Regions from separate parts of the Mus musculus genome. Here region 1 is linked to region 2. The links are chromatin contacts, called in public Hi-C maps. All regions are on one chromosome and are shown on one strand. The core of a region is the stretch at or near the end of the contact, and the rest is flanking DNA. Distances in the headings are between cores, read along the strand shown. Region 1 overlaps Lrpprc (leucine-rich PPR-motif containing). Region 2 holds the start of Abcg8 (ATP binding cassette subfamily G member 8).

The links. A called contact is a pair of places that touch in the nucleus more often than the background predicts.
Region 1: a contact with region 2 is called in a Hi-C map of liver, with 1.9 times the contacts expected there. The contact joins the enhancer-like site here to the promoter of Abcg8 in region 2. A contact is called at or near these places in 1 of 39 promoter capture datasets (macrophages), 3 of 484 Hi-C or Micro-C datasets (all in liver), 1 of 115 datasets of contacts at active chromatin or transcription factors (embryonic stem cells) and 2 of 9 other capture datasets (adipose tissue and pancreatic islet).

Annotation. Positions count from the first base shown.
Region 1 is chr17:84,728,805-84,734,339 of GRCm38.p6, reverse strand. Lrpprc (leucine-rich PPR-motif containing) reads left to right here. Exons shown (of 38, transcript NM_028233.2): 26 at 2,523-2,591; 27 at 3,105-3,195. Among named protein-coding and RNA genes, the nearest start is that of Abcg8, 48 kb to the right of the region's middle. Within about 2 kb of position 1,504, at least 13 of the 459 cell types and tissues checked have an H3K27ac peak or open chromatin away from gene starts, as enhancers often do. A contact at or near this core is called in liver, where this site is marked.
Region 2 is chr17:84,680,091-84,686,140 of GRCm38.p6, reverse strand. Abcg8 (ATP binding cassette subfamily G member 8) reads right to left here and starts at 3,020. Exons shown (of 13, transcript NM_026180.3): 1 at 2,847-3,020. The coding sequence starts at 2,909. It overlaps Abcg5 (ATP binding cassette subfamily G member 5), which reads left to right and starts at 3,130. Exons shown (of 13, transcript NM_031884.2): 1 at 3,130-3,413; 2 at 4,009-4,130. The coding sequence starts at 3,268.

The DNA of each region.
Region 1 (5,535 bases), core at 255-2,754, 50 kb before region 2:
CAATGCTAAGGGACTCACTGAGTGATGTGGTGCCGCTGTCCCCTGTGCCCAGCCCACCTGGAGGGATACGGAGGTGAAATAGCCTCTAGGAGAACCTGGTGCACATCTTTTGCTTTCTATTGCACTCTCGAATGGAGTGTGGTTTATTGACATTGCGGTTTGTTTGTTTGTTTTCCCACCGTTCCATTAGTATTGGCAAGAAAGGAAAATTTTACTGTTTGAGTCAAATTTAAGTTTCTATAAAGTAAGGGTTGGAACACAGTAGAGACATTTTCATGTCCTTTCTCTTGGAAATCATTTTATATTTATCTTTATTAATATACATAGATGTTAATTGAGCCCATAAAGTTATGGAATGAAGTTATAGAGTAATGAAAATATTTTAACTTTCTGCCTATGCACTTGAGCTAAGTATTGTATTAGAACTGCAGAAAGCTGTGCTCTGCAATGCAGTAACTTGGGCAGAAACAAACATGGCAGTCATTCTAACTATTTAGCCTTTCTGCCCATTAAATAAATTATATGTAAGGAAAATGAGAAAGAACTAGAAGTTACCTTGTTATTTTGATGTGCATTAGCTGGCCTTTGATGTGTTTCTATTGCATTTTTTTATTGCTGCTTTCAACTGCAGTGTTTAAAATTCAGTAAGATGCTCAGAGGTAAGCCAGAGCATCGCCATCCCAGCGGCCTAGGAGATTTAGTTAATCTGACCTAGATGTTCTTTTGATGATTGAGATTTATATATGAAAACAGTTCTCAATTTCAAAATGAAGCATAGGGGAGACCTGGTGTATAAGTCAGCTGTCCTGCCAGCAACGAGGATTAATCAGCCCCAAACAGGAAGAGTTACCGTGGAGCTGTGCTGTTCAGGTCTTATGGATTTGGATCTGTAATAACACTGGAAGTTGTAAGTAAATGTAGCTCTTGGATTTTGCCGTGTTCTAAAGAGGATTATTTGTTCTTTTTCAAGGGCTCTCTATATACATTGATGTTGATTTCATACCCACTATGATGTATGTGGCAAGGTAGATATGAGGGAATCCTTGGATATAGTCTAGATGCAGAGGTTAACATCTAGTGTATTTTAAGATAAGATCAATTTACTCTGCATATGATTTTATACCCCAGAATATAGATACTTGCATGGTTAAAATGAGTGCTCACAATTTAAACTCTACAGTTTTCTGTCTTGCTACCCAAGCTAAAAGGTGGTACTCTCTTCATTAACATTGTGCAGTGTGTTTGTTTTTAACTAGACTTACTGGGGCGCAGAGTGTAGTGGAGCACTCCTGTAGTCCAGCTACTGTATGGTACAGCTGAGGTAGGAGGACCGATTGAGCCTGGGCGTTGGAGGTCAACCAAGGCAACATAGCAATACCCCACCTCTGAAAATACCAGACTTCCTGGAGCTTATACATAAGCCCCGGCACTCTGGGGACACCTGGCCTCATGCGCAGCAGTGACGAGCAGGCCGGGAACATCCTCTGACCTGGCCTGCAGCCAGCGCAGATGAGTATGTACTTGTCTTATCGTGATGCTGTGGTTGAAGTGTAGTGTTCCATGGTGAAACCTCTTACAGATGATGCAAATGCTATCATAACAGGTACAAATCCTTGGAATTATGTTGAAATGGTTTGTCTTTTATTCCAGTATCCAACATTGTGAAACATGTGCTTGAAGCCAGAGTTATTGACTAAACCTTTAGAATTTCTGATTGACCATATAACTAACATGCATCTCAACTATTAAAATGAATCGAGACTAAACTAATGTTAAGTATTTCTGATTTTAGATACTAAGCAACACATCCAGTGATTGGTAAATCACTCTTCTTTCCCTTCAATTGAGCCTCATTAATTTAGGCAGAGTACTATTATCAAAGTTTGTTTCTTCTAAAATTGAAAGCTGCTGGTTTTTATTAAGATTAAGATTTGTTTATGATTCTACTTGACAAATTAGTAAGTCGTATCTACTGAGTCTATTGGGATGTTGTAGTGAATGGGTGGAAGGCGGGGCACTTGGTCATGTGTTGTGGGATGAGCATGCATGTGCAGGGATGAGTTTATCTTTACATATTCTGGGCTTGATTTAGTTATTCTTCCTGAAATAAATAAAGTGCAGTCATTTTATTACTTAAAGATTTTTTTTTTTTTTGGAATGACATGTAAGGCCCTGCATTTAATTCCCAGTACTAAAACAAAAAAACAAAAGACCATAAAACAAAAAGATTATAGAATGACTGTTGAGCTACGAAGCAGCAGGTTGGAATCAGCAAAATCTTCTAGATAAGTGGTGAATGGTCTGTTGGGTGCTTGGGGCTCACCTCCTTAAATGCCTGTGGTAACTGGGGTTACGTTGTAAGGGCTTTTGGGTTAGTTGTTTTTTTGTTGGGTTTTTGGGTTTTTTTTTTTTTTTTTTTTTTTAGCAAATATGTGTGGCAGTGAATTCATTAGAGGGAATATACTACCTCGAGGGGGAACTGAGCCGAGTCTTACATGTCGTGTGGTGGTTCTGTCTTATAGACTCCAGGCATTAGAGCTCGGCCTACAAGACTCCAGTGGTTTTGTGATCGATGCATTGCCAGTAATCAGGTTGGTATTTGATTTCTGATGTCTGAAGCACTAACACTCAGGAACGTGTGAGTGAGTATCTGAAGCCTTCGGGGAGTTGACGAGCGGCCCTTGTGGACGCCGTGTTCCCTCAGTGCTTCTCCAAATAAGTGCCCTCCTGCTTTATGGCCCCAGGGGACATTAGAAGTCCTAAGAGTGCTGGTCTGGGCCCTGGAAGTTTTCACCTGCCCTTCCTCTGCTAGTGTGAGCAAGCTGGCCGTGCGCATGTTGTGTGAAGAGTGAGAGGCGTGTGCTGTCAGGAAGGGGCCTTCTCTCGGCTCCCTCCATCATTCATTCTCAGTGCACAGATGACCTGTTGTTCTAACCACTTGTCCGCGTGCAGCTCTGTGGATTAAGTAGGCTGCTGTGCCTGACCCTGAGTCTCTTGGTAAAGTTAACCCCTCCTCTGGCGACGCTCACTCAGTGGGTCATTCGCTGCTTGTGTAACTGTGAAATACGCTTACAGGGTGTAACCAATCTGATGGTCTTTTTAAGGTTGAAGCTCTTGAGAAGTTGGTAGAGCTGACTGAGAAGCTGTTTGAGTGTGACAGAGACCAGATGTACTACAACTTACTGAAGCTATACAGTAAGTGACGCGCCTTGCCTGCTTGCACTCTGGTCTGCAGAGGCCACAGTGGGGAAGGAATGTTGGGCTTGGAAGAAGTCTAGGGATCGTCAGATGTGGAGTCTAACACAGAGGCCAGAGGGAAGGCTAGCTGAGCCACCCTGCGGAGTTTTAAGTTGTATCATTAGAAGCTGCTGTGTGATGTCCACAAAGCTGACCTCCTTACTGCGGTAATGAGGGGTCAACCAGCCTCCGCCCAGTCATTTTCTTGCCGTGCTCCTGGAGCCCACACCTACATGTGACACCATGTGATAAAGATCTGCTGTACTCATCCATGCCTACCAGGCCTGAGACCTCTGTGCACCCTGACACATCCTGCATGTGTGAGCAAGGGATGGGGCACACACTGGGACTGGGAAGTCTGTAGGAAAAGCAAGATGTCTTTTTGATGGTTTTTAATTCTTGAAAATGAGGACATTGTAACAGTCACATGTGGAAAGCTAAATAGTGCTCAGGCTTAAGTGGTGTCTTGATTGGGAGCCCAACCAGTTCATAAAACGATTCTACTTCTCTTTAGGGTTTCATGAACCGTGTAGGAAGCCATTGGTTCACCCTGTGTTCTGTGCTAGGCCTGAGAGACCAAACTAAAATGAAGTTACTCAGACTGATGGTCCATGGTACCAAATCAACTGTACCTCACACTCGCAAATACACCCATGCACGCTTGCACGCACACACATACACATACGCATGCACACAGACACGGAGAGGAGGATGGCAGGCTGTGGGCCTGAGAGGTCGTCCTTCTCTTTAACCGTTAGGACGAGGGTTTGAGCTGCCTGCTCTGAGGTTTGTTTTCTTTGGTTGGTTGGTTGGTTTTGTGTGTGGTTCTTTTCTGTCTGTAAAGCCAACTTTCACTCATATTTAACACACACAAAAATGTTTTCTAAATCTTTTAAGCCAACTCAGAAAGAACTCAAAGCCACAGTTCTTAGGATGATCTTTTGAGAAACTTTTCCTTTTCTCTTCTGTTTTCTGTAAATCCTGAAGTAGCTTCCTCGGTCCCTCCTAGAGTGGCTATTTATAACATGCTCACAGGTGGATCTTTTAGGAACATGTGCACCTGTGTAAAAACTACCGTTTAATGTGAGCATATTACACTTTTTATTCAAGTACATATTACAATGTTTTTCTCCATTTTAATCATCTATAAGTACTAATAAACTGGTTGGCTATCTTAGAATTTATTTTACCGATCCCGTTTCTGTGAATAGATTCTAGTTTTCCATGTTCCAAATCTTGGTTCACACCCTTAATTTCCACTTGACTGACTTCCTGGTATTGTCTTAAGGTGAAAGAGTGGAGTGGTGGGAATTTCATTGTTACAGGCAAATGATGCTGAGGTCTGTTTATGCAGCCGATACATGTACCCGTTCTTGTAATAGTGCGTAGCCAGTGACGTTCCTTCCCCCTTTGCTTATATAGTTAGAGATGGCTCTGTCTCCATGTGTTTTGTTACGGTGACTTCACATCATCACACAGTGAATAAATGTGATAATGACTCTCTCTTTGGAACATGTTTCAGTGGAAGTTTCCCTAATGGCATTATTGGCACCAAATCTGACACTTTCTGACTTTAAAGATAGTTGAGTTTGTATGTGGTGTGTTTCTTTCCTTTTGCTACTATGTTCAGACAAGTCTCAGTTTAAAACCTTGGCTTCACTGGAACCTCCAGAGTAACCTTTGACAGCTCTGTGTCTTGAGTACTGGGATCAGAGACCTGCACCACCAAGCCCTGCCTCACTGCTTTCGTGGATGAAAGCAGACACGCGTTTATCTAAACTAAAGCACGGCCACCTTTGACTTGTTGTTCTGCATTAGAAGCGCCTCATGGTAGCCTTTTTAGTTCTACAGCCCTGATGTTTTATCCTACTTCAAGCTATTTATGGTTTTTGCATCCTGTGCATATAGGCATATTCCATGCTGTGTGGCCTTTCTCTCTTCAATTATTACACTAGTAAAGTGGCTATATTCTAGGCACTAAGAATTCACACAGCATAGTAGTTTGCTGGCTGAGTGTGAAGCTGTCACCATGTGTCCCACGCACAGGCAGCTGTCCGTTTTGGAAATCCCCTTCACTTACTGTTTCAGCTGCATTTGGTTTGATTGTTCTGAGTTCTACATTGAGTATTCTACAGTCTGGCGTTTGTTTGTTTGTTTGTTTGTTTAAGCTAATGATATGAAACAATTAGTAAGTTTTTGATGTCCTTGAAACCTCCAAAATTGATTTTTTTTCTTAATGAATTTATGGGTTTTAAAAAACTGTTTTGTTTTAGTTATTTTCAATACTCAAATTATGCA
Region 2 (6,050 bases), core at 1,771-4,270:
TCTCTCTGAAGTAGGAATATATTGGAGATATCTTTTGGGGTGTGTGTGTGTGTGTGTGTGTGTGTGTGTGTGTGTGTTGGGGAATCAAATCCATAGCATCAAATATACTAGGCCAATCATGATACTGACAGAACCATAGCAACACATCCGGGGTCCCTGGGGTTTCTTGTTTTCAAATCAATTATCTTTAGGAGAGATCTTAGTTACTTGCATGGGCTAGGAATTTGTTCCTAGACACTTGTACTGATACAAAGTTTCTTCCATTGGCTTCAGGAGTGGAGGGGCTACTGAGGGAGGAAAGCTCTCAGGTTACTGCGCTAATGTGAAGACCTGGGGGGGGGGGGGTTAGACAGACAGAGAGGACAGAGTGGAAGACAGGGATGCAGTTGATTAGTGCCCAGGTCGCCACTCTGACTCACTCAAACCCACTGACCCCGTCCACACGGAGAGTCTGGGTTTCCAGGAGCCTCACAGTCAACTCAGCTTCTGAAAGGAAAAAAAAAATATATCCTGTCTGGCTTGTGGATGACTTCTGTTCCATTTTAAAATATTTTCCTTGGCACCCAGGAAGGATTCCTGAGGTTTTGACAAATTCTCTCTATTTTTCAAACCCTTAAATATCTATTCGGCTGACACATTAATCAGCACGACTGTCAGAACATCATTTGAATCTGTGACAGGTGACACCCTAAAAAAGTGAAAGCGGGTTTATTTGTAGGTAACTAGTGTGGCTCCTGCTGGGCTACAATGTAACGTCTCCTTGTATTAACTTCTGGTTACATTCCTGAGTCAGAAGCACAGACACATGGGAAAATCCAGAGGGCACAAAAAGGGAGAAATGTGCAGAAAACAGTGGTGCCTGGTGGGGACATATATGGTAAGTCTTTGGCCCAAGGCACATACCTGGCCCTCTGTTGACCCCTGCAGACACCATCTCATCTGCCTCTGCTTAGAGTCCAGGCTTTCCTATCCCTGTCTGCAGTGCGAGGAGCTGTAGACCATGGGTCCTGGCGCCCTGGTACTCAGTGCCAGAATTCCCTGTGAGATAGCCCTGATCTCCTCCCTCCTTCCAGGCCATCACTGAGTATGGGTAGTGCCGGTCTCTGTGAAGACCTGACTCGAATATGAGTAGAAAGACGGTGTGGCCGCTATGTGAGTTCTTTGTAGAGTGAGATGCTGGGTGGGCAGAGGAGGAGATGGATGGCCACGGCATGGAGCAGAAGCCAGCCAGCTCCGCAAGAAATGCTCAGTTTTCTAAATTTGCATACAGAGATGAGAGGCTGGAAACCACTGGGCAGTTTTTAGCTTGACTGACAGCTTTTAAGAACGGAGGCACAGGGCATATCAGTGTCATTGTCTCCCCCCCACCCCAAGCCCTGCAGTTGTCAGTGGCGGGCCATCACAGGGCACCTACAACAGTGGGACCTCACAGAAGGAACTTGTAGGTGGCAGGACCTAGGCACACTTTTGAATATAGAATTCTGACAGCTCATTGCCTTTTTAGCTGTAATCTGAAGGGCAAAAGCCCCCACACCCACCACTGATTTTATATCCTACTCAGGAAGGGAGCATCAAAGACGTAGAAGGAGTTATTTCCCCATAGACGTCTGCCTCATGGGGATTCTGACAGCAGAGTTGCCTGTTGCTGTGGTAGTAGGATTGGTCAATCTCAGGCAATCCTGTCTCCCCTAGAACAGGGGACTGAGGCGTCCCTGTTGAATGTGGCCATCCTGTTCTGGTCTTTGTCTCCAGAAAAGTGGGCCGGGTGTAGAAGCTGGGGGGAGGGGGAGGTCGTCTTTGCTCTGTCTTCCCATACTGCCTTCTGCTTCAAATCCTGCCCACAACTCGAGTCAAAGGCCATTTATCAAGCAAATGTTTCTCCGGTTAATGAGGAAGGAGGCCTAGGAGCTCCACTTCCTGGCCACCTCGCTGCTCTCTGTCCACTCTGCCTCCCTCCCAGACCATAAGACTGCAAGCACACAATTCTGACGCTCCCAAACAAGCGATCACTATCACAGCCAGTGTATTTGTAAACTGCCTGAAACCAATGTGTAGCCATAGAAATATTTTCTTGTAATAAGAGAAAAAAATAAATCGTGGGCTGGGGGAATGGCTCAGTTGTAGAACACTTGGTTCAACCTCCTGTTACACACAGGGGGGGGGGAGAAGTGGGGGGGCAGAGGAGGAGGAAGGAAGAAGGAAGAGGGAAGAGGAGAAAGAGGAAAGTGGCCCTCAGAGGGATTTATGACCTGACTTCCCAGCCGTGAGCCCTGCCCTTTCAGTGAGGTTTCTCTAAGCAGAGCCTCAACTCTACAAGGTAGCGAGATGCCTCAACCCCTCCTTGGCATTTGTTCCTGACACCTGCCCTTTCTCTCTGTCTCTCTGTCTATTGGTCTGTCTGTCCCTGCAGCTTCTCAGCCTCACACAGAGACCTTTAGGCTTCCCCCTGGCCTTCTCTTTCCTCTGGTTCTCACCAAACAATGCCAAGGACTAACTTACTACATAAGTATGGCAAGCGTAGCGATCTGTTGTTACCTCCCCGCTGTCTCTTGACTACCACTGAGATTCTTGGTCTGACAGTCACATGGGTCAACGCTCTGTGATGGAATGTCATTTGGAAAACATCAATCCCGGTCATTCACAGGAGCGTGCTGTCGTGGGGAAGTGACCTCAGAGGTCTCCTGGCTCCTGAGACTGTTCCCCTCAGACCATCAACACTGAGGAGACAGGGCCCTGCCGCCCCATTTCCATTCTACTTGAAGTCCAGGTGGTACATTAGGACTAATCCTGTGGTAGGAAAGAAAAGTCAGTCTGACACTGCCTCCCCCCTGGCAGAGCTCACTCACCGAAGCATCCTGAAGTACAGTCCCATTCCACAGCTGGGTCTCTTCTTTGGTTTTCTCAGCCATGACCAGTGCTGTTTGTGCCCTTTGTGTGGCCTCCCCTGCTGTTGGGCTCTCTCTGTCTTTGCTCCTTAGAGCTGGGGCACCTGAGCCCTCCTCTGTGCCAGCCTTTCTCCCAGCATTCCTCTCTGGCAAACACTCCTATAAACACACCGTGTGTTCTGCCTATTGTCGAGATAAGGACACTCTGGCTAAAGGTACATCAGATAATGGCATCGTTGGCCAAATTGGTGAACTGTTATCTCACGAGGATTCCAGGGCTGGGTAGGATCGGACAGGGCACTCCCATTGGCTCCTCAGTTAAAGCTGCCCTGGAGCCGGACAGGCCACTAGAAAATTCACTTGCATTTGCTTCCTGCTAGCCATGGGTGAGCTGCCCTTTCTGAGTCCAGAGGGAGCCAGAGGGCCTCACATCAACAGAGGGTCTCTGAGCTCCCTGGAGCAAGGTTCGGTCACGGGCACAGAGGCTCGGCACAGCTTAGGTGTCCTGCATGTGTCCTACAGCGTCAGGTAAGGGGACCTCCACAGCAAAAAGCTAGGCTCTCTGATTGCCTTTTCTGAATGGGTGGGTGGGCCTGTGGGCTTTGGGTTGTCTGTCCAGCAGATCAGGGTGAAAGTGGACAGTCTGTAACAACAGTGAGTCGTTCCTCCTCCTCCTCCTGCGCAGGGCAGAGCCTGGACATTAAAACATGCCCTGCCTGAAGCCGCTTGCTGCTTCTCACTGATTTCTGCTCTCCCCTTCCTTGACTCGCCCACCACCTGTCCTGTGTAGATGGAGAAGGCTCGGAGAGTGGGGGTGCTGGGGGCACAAAATGGAATGAACACTGCTGAAGGAATGCAGGGTTCACTTCAAGAAGAAAGCAGTGTGCAGGTGTACCATCTCCCAGTCAGAGACCCAGTAATCAGAGCAGCTAATGGGAGGCATGCTCCTTGGGTGGTGGCCAACTTGTCATTATACCTCCAAGGACAACAGAGTGGTACATAAGGCTAAAACAGAGTTGTCAACCTGTCCAGGGGCAACTGGGATGGGGTAGGGCTGGGAGCAGGGGTCTGGCACCTTCCAGGACCCTACTCTGCCTTTGCCCTTGTGGGATTTCCTTTAAAGCAACCGTGTCGGGCCTTGGTGGAACATCAAATCATGCCAGCAGAAGTGGGACAGGCAAATCCTCAAAGATGTCTCCTTGTACATCGAGAGTGGCCAGATTATGTGCATCTTAGGCAGCTCAGGTAAGTGCCTGGGGGGGCCGGGGCTCCTGTACTTCTAAGGCAGGCTCTGGGAGGCTTTGGCTCTGTCTAAGCACAATGTTTAAGAAGTAAGTTTAAGTTGTAGAGAGGCAGCCATGCATTTGGCATTTGAATACAATCTGGTGACTTGTCTGGCTGCCAATAGAACCTAGTACCAAAGTGAAATCTTGAGGAAAATCCCTGGAAAGAGTGGAAAGTCCTGCCTAACACGTAAGTGCCTTCTTTGCTTGTTTGATTGACTGTGATGCTAGAGAGCAAACCCAGAGCCTTGGGCATGCTCAGTAAACCTTCTGCCCCAGCACCCCAGCCCCAAATGTATTTCCCTCCCTTCCTCCTTCCCTTCCTTTCCCTTCCTCCCTTCTCTCCCTTTTTTTCTTTCTTCCTTCTATATTTCTTTCTTTTCTTTCCTTCCTTTCTTCCTTTCTTCCTTTCTTTTCTTTTGTTTCTTTGTTTCTTTCTTTCTTTCTTCCTTACTTTCTTTCTCACTTTGCATTCTGCTCACTGACCTTCTCCTGGCCACCCCTCCTGATTGTTTGATTGACTGTGGTGCAGGGAGGCCTAGGAGAGCTAAGAGCCCAGGTCAGTTGACTCTGTTGGTCTTCCTGTGGAGTTCCTTCGAAGGCCCCCAATTCTACTTTCAACTGATATTCCCACATCTGGAAAGTTTTTGTCAAGGAGTTGTTAGGCAGGACTTAACTTCTATTCCTGACCCTACTTGTCTTTTCATTATGATGGTCATCAGACACACAGTTGAGAACAGATACCACTAAAAAAGACCTCATGTTAATATAGTCTCACCGAGCACACCAAGCACACCAGGCTTTCTTTGGGCCTCTCTCTTCAGGAGTTAAGCATCACACACACTGCGCTGAGCCCACCTGTGTGTATTCCCCGTGTCTCACTATTCTTTCCAGGTGAGATTTTAACCTTTGAATGTGACTTCCATGTTTGTTTTGTGTTCTTCCACTAACTGTCATTATCCTCTGAGGGGTTTCCTCCTCTGCCCCTGCAAAACCTATAGCTGTAAATTTTCCTATCTGCAGCAGCTGGGGAGGGGTACACTGGCCCAGAAGAGGGGCTCTGGGTAGCATGCCGCAGTGTTCGCAACACTGGGTTATTCTGAATGCCTCTGCTTAAGGATTCTGGCATATTCGACTCACAGACCGTTCTTGACTGAGCAGCCCCTTGTAAACTGTCAGCATTTAACTGTCCCCTTGCCTTGTGCTCTCTTAGAAACAGGCAGTGTAAGGCTGTGGGGAGAGTCAGGTATGACACTGTTGGGTGTAGCTGAGAGTGAGTCCCAAAGCTCTGTGACAGGAGCTTGTCCTTCCTGTGGAAATGAGAGGCCTGGTGCTCTAGGGAGGATGAAGGGCCACGGGGTGTAGCCCTCTGAATGTAGCTCATGCAGTGTCCAAAGTGGTTCTCACCAGAGAAAGTTGCTATGAAAGAAGGGCTGACACGTGGGTCCCTCTGGCTTCTGTCTCATCATGCCGCAGCTCGGAACCTGTTGACTCACAATGACACCTACCGTGGTGCCATGCAGCCAGAAGGCCAGACACATGAGGCTAGCCCATTTGAATGTTAAGTCTCCAAGACTGTGGGTCAACACACACAGACCACACACACACCACAGACACACACACACACACAGATAGACAGACTGATAGACACACACAGATAGACAGATATACACACACACACAGATACACAAACTGACACACACTGAGATAGACAGACTAACAGACACATACACAGATAGAGACAGACAGACAGACAGACACACACACACACACACACATACTCTCTCTTCTATGATTTCTCTGCCTTGAGCGTCTAGTCTCGGGAGTTTTCCTATAGCAATACAAAACAGATTTCTAGCCTCAGATTAAATCCATGAGCATT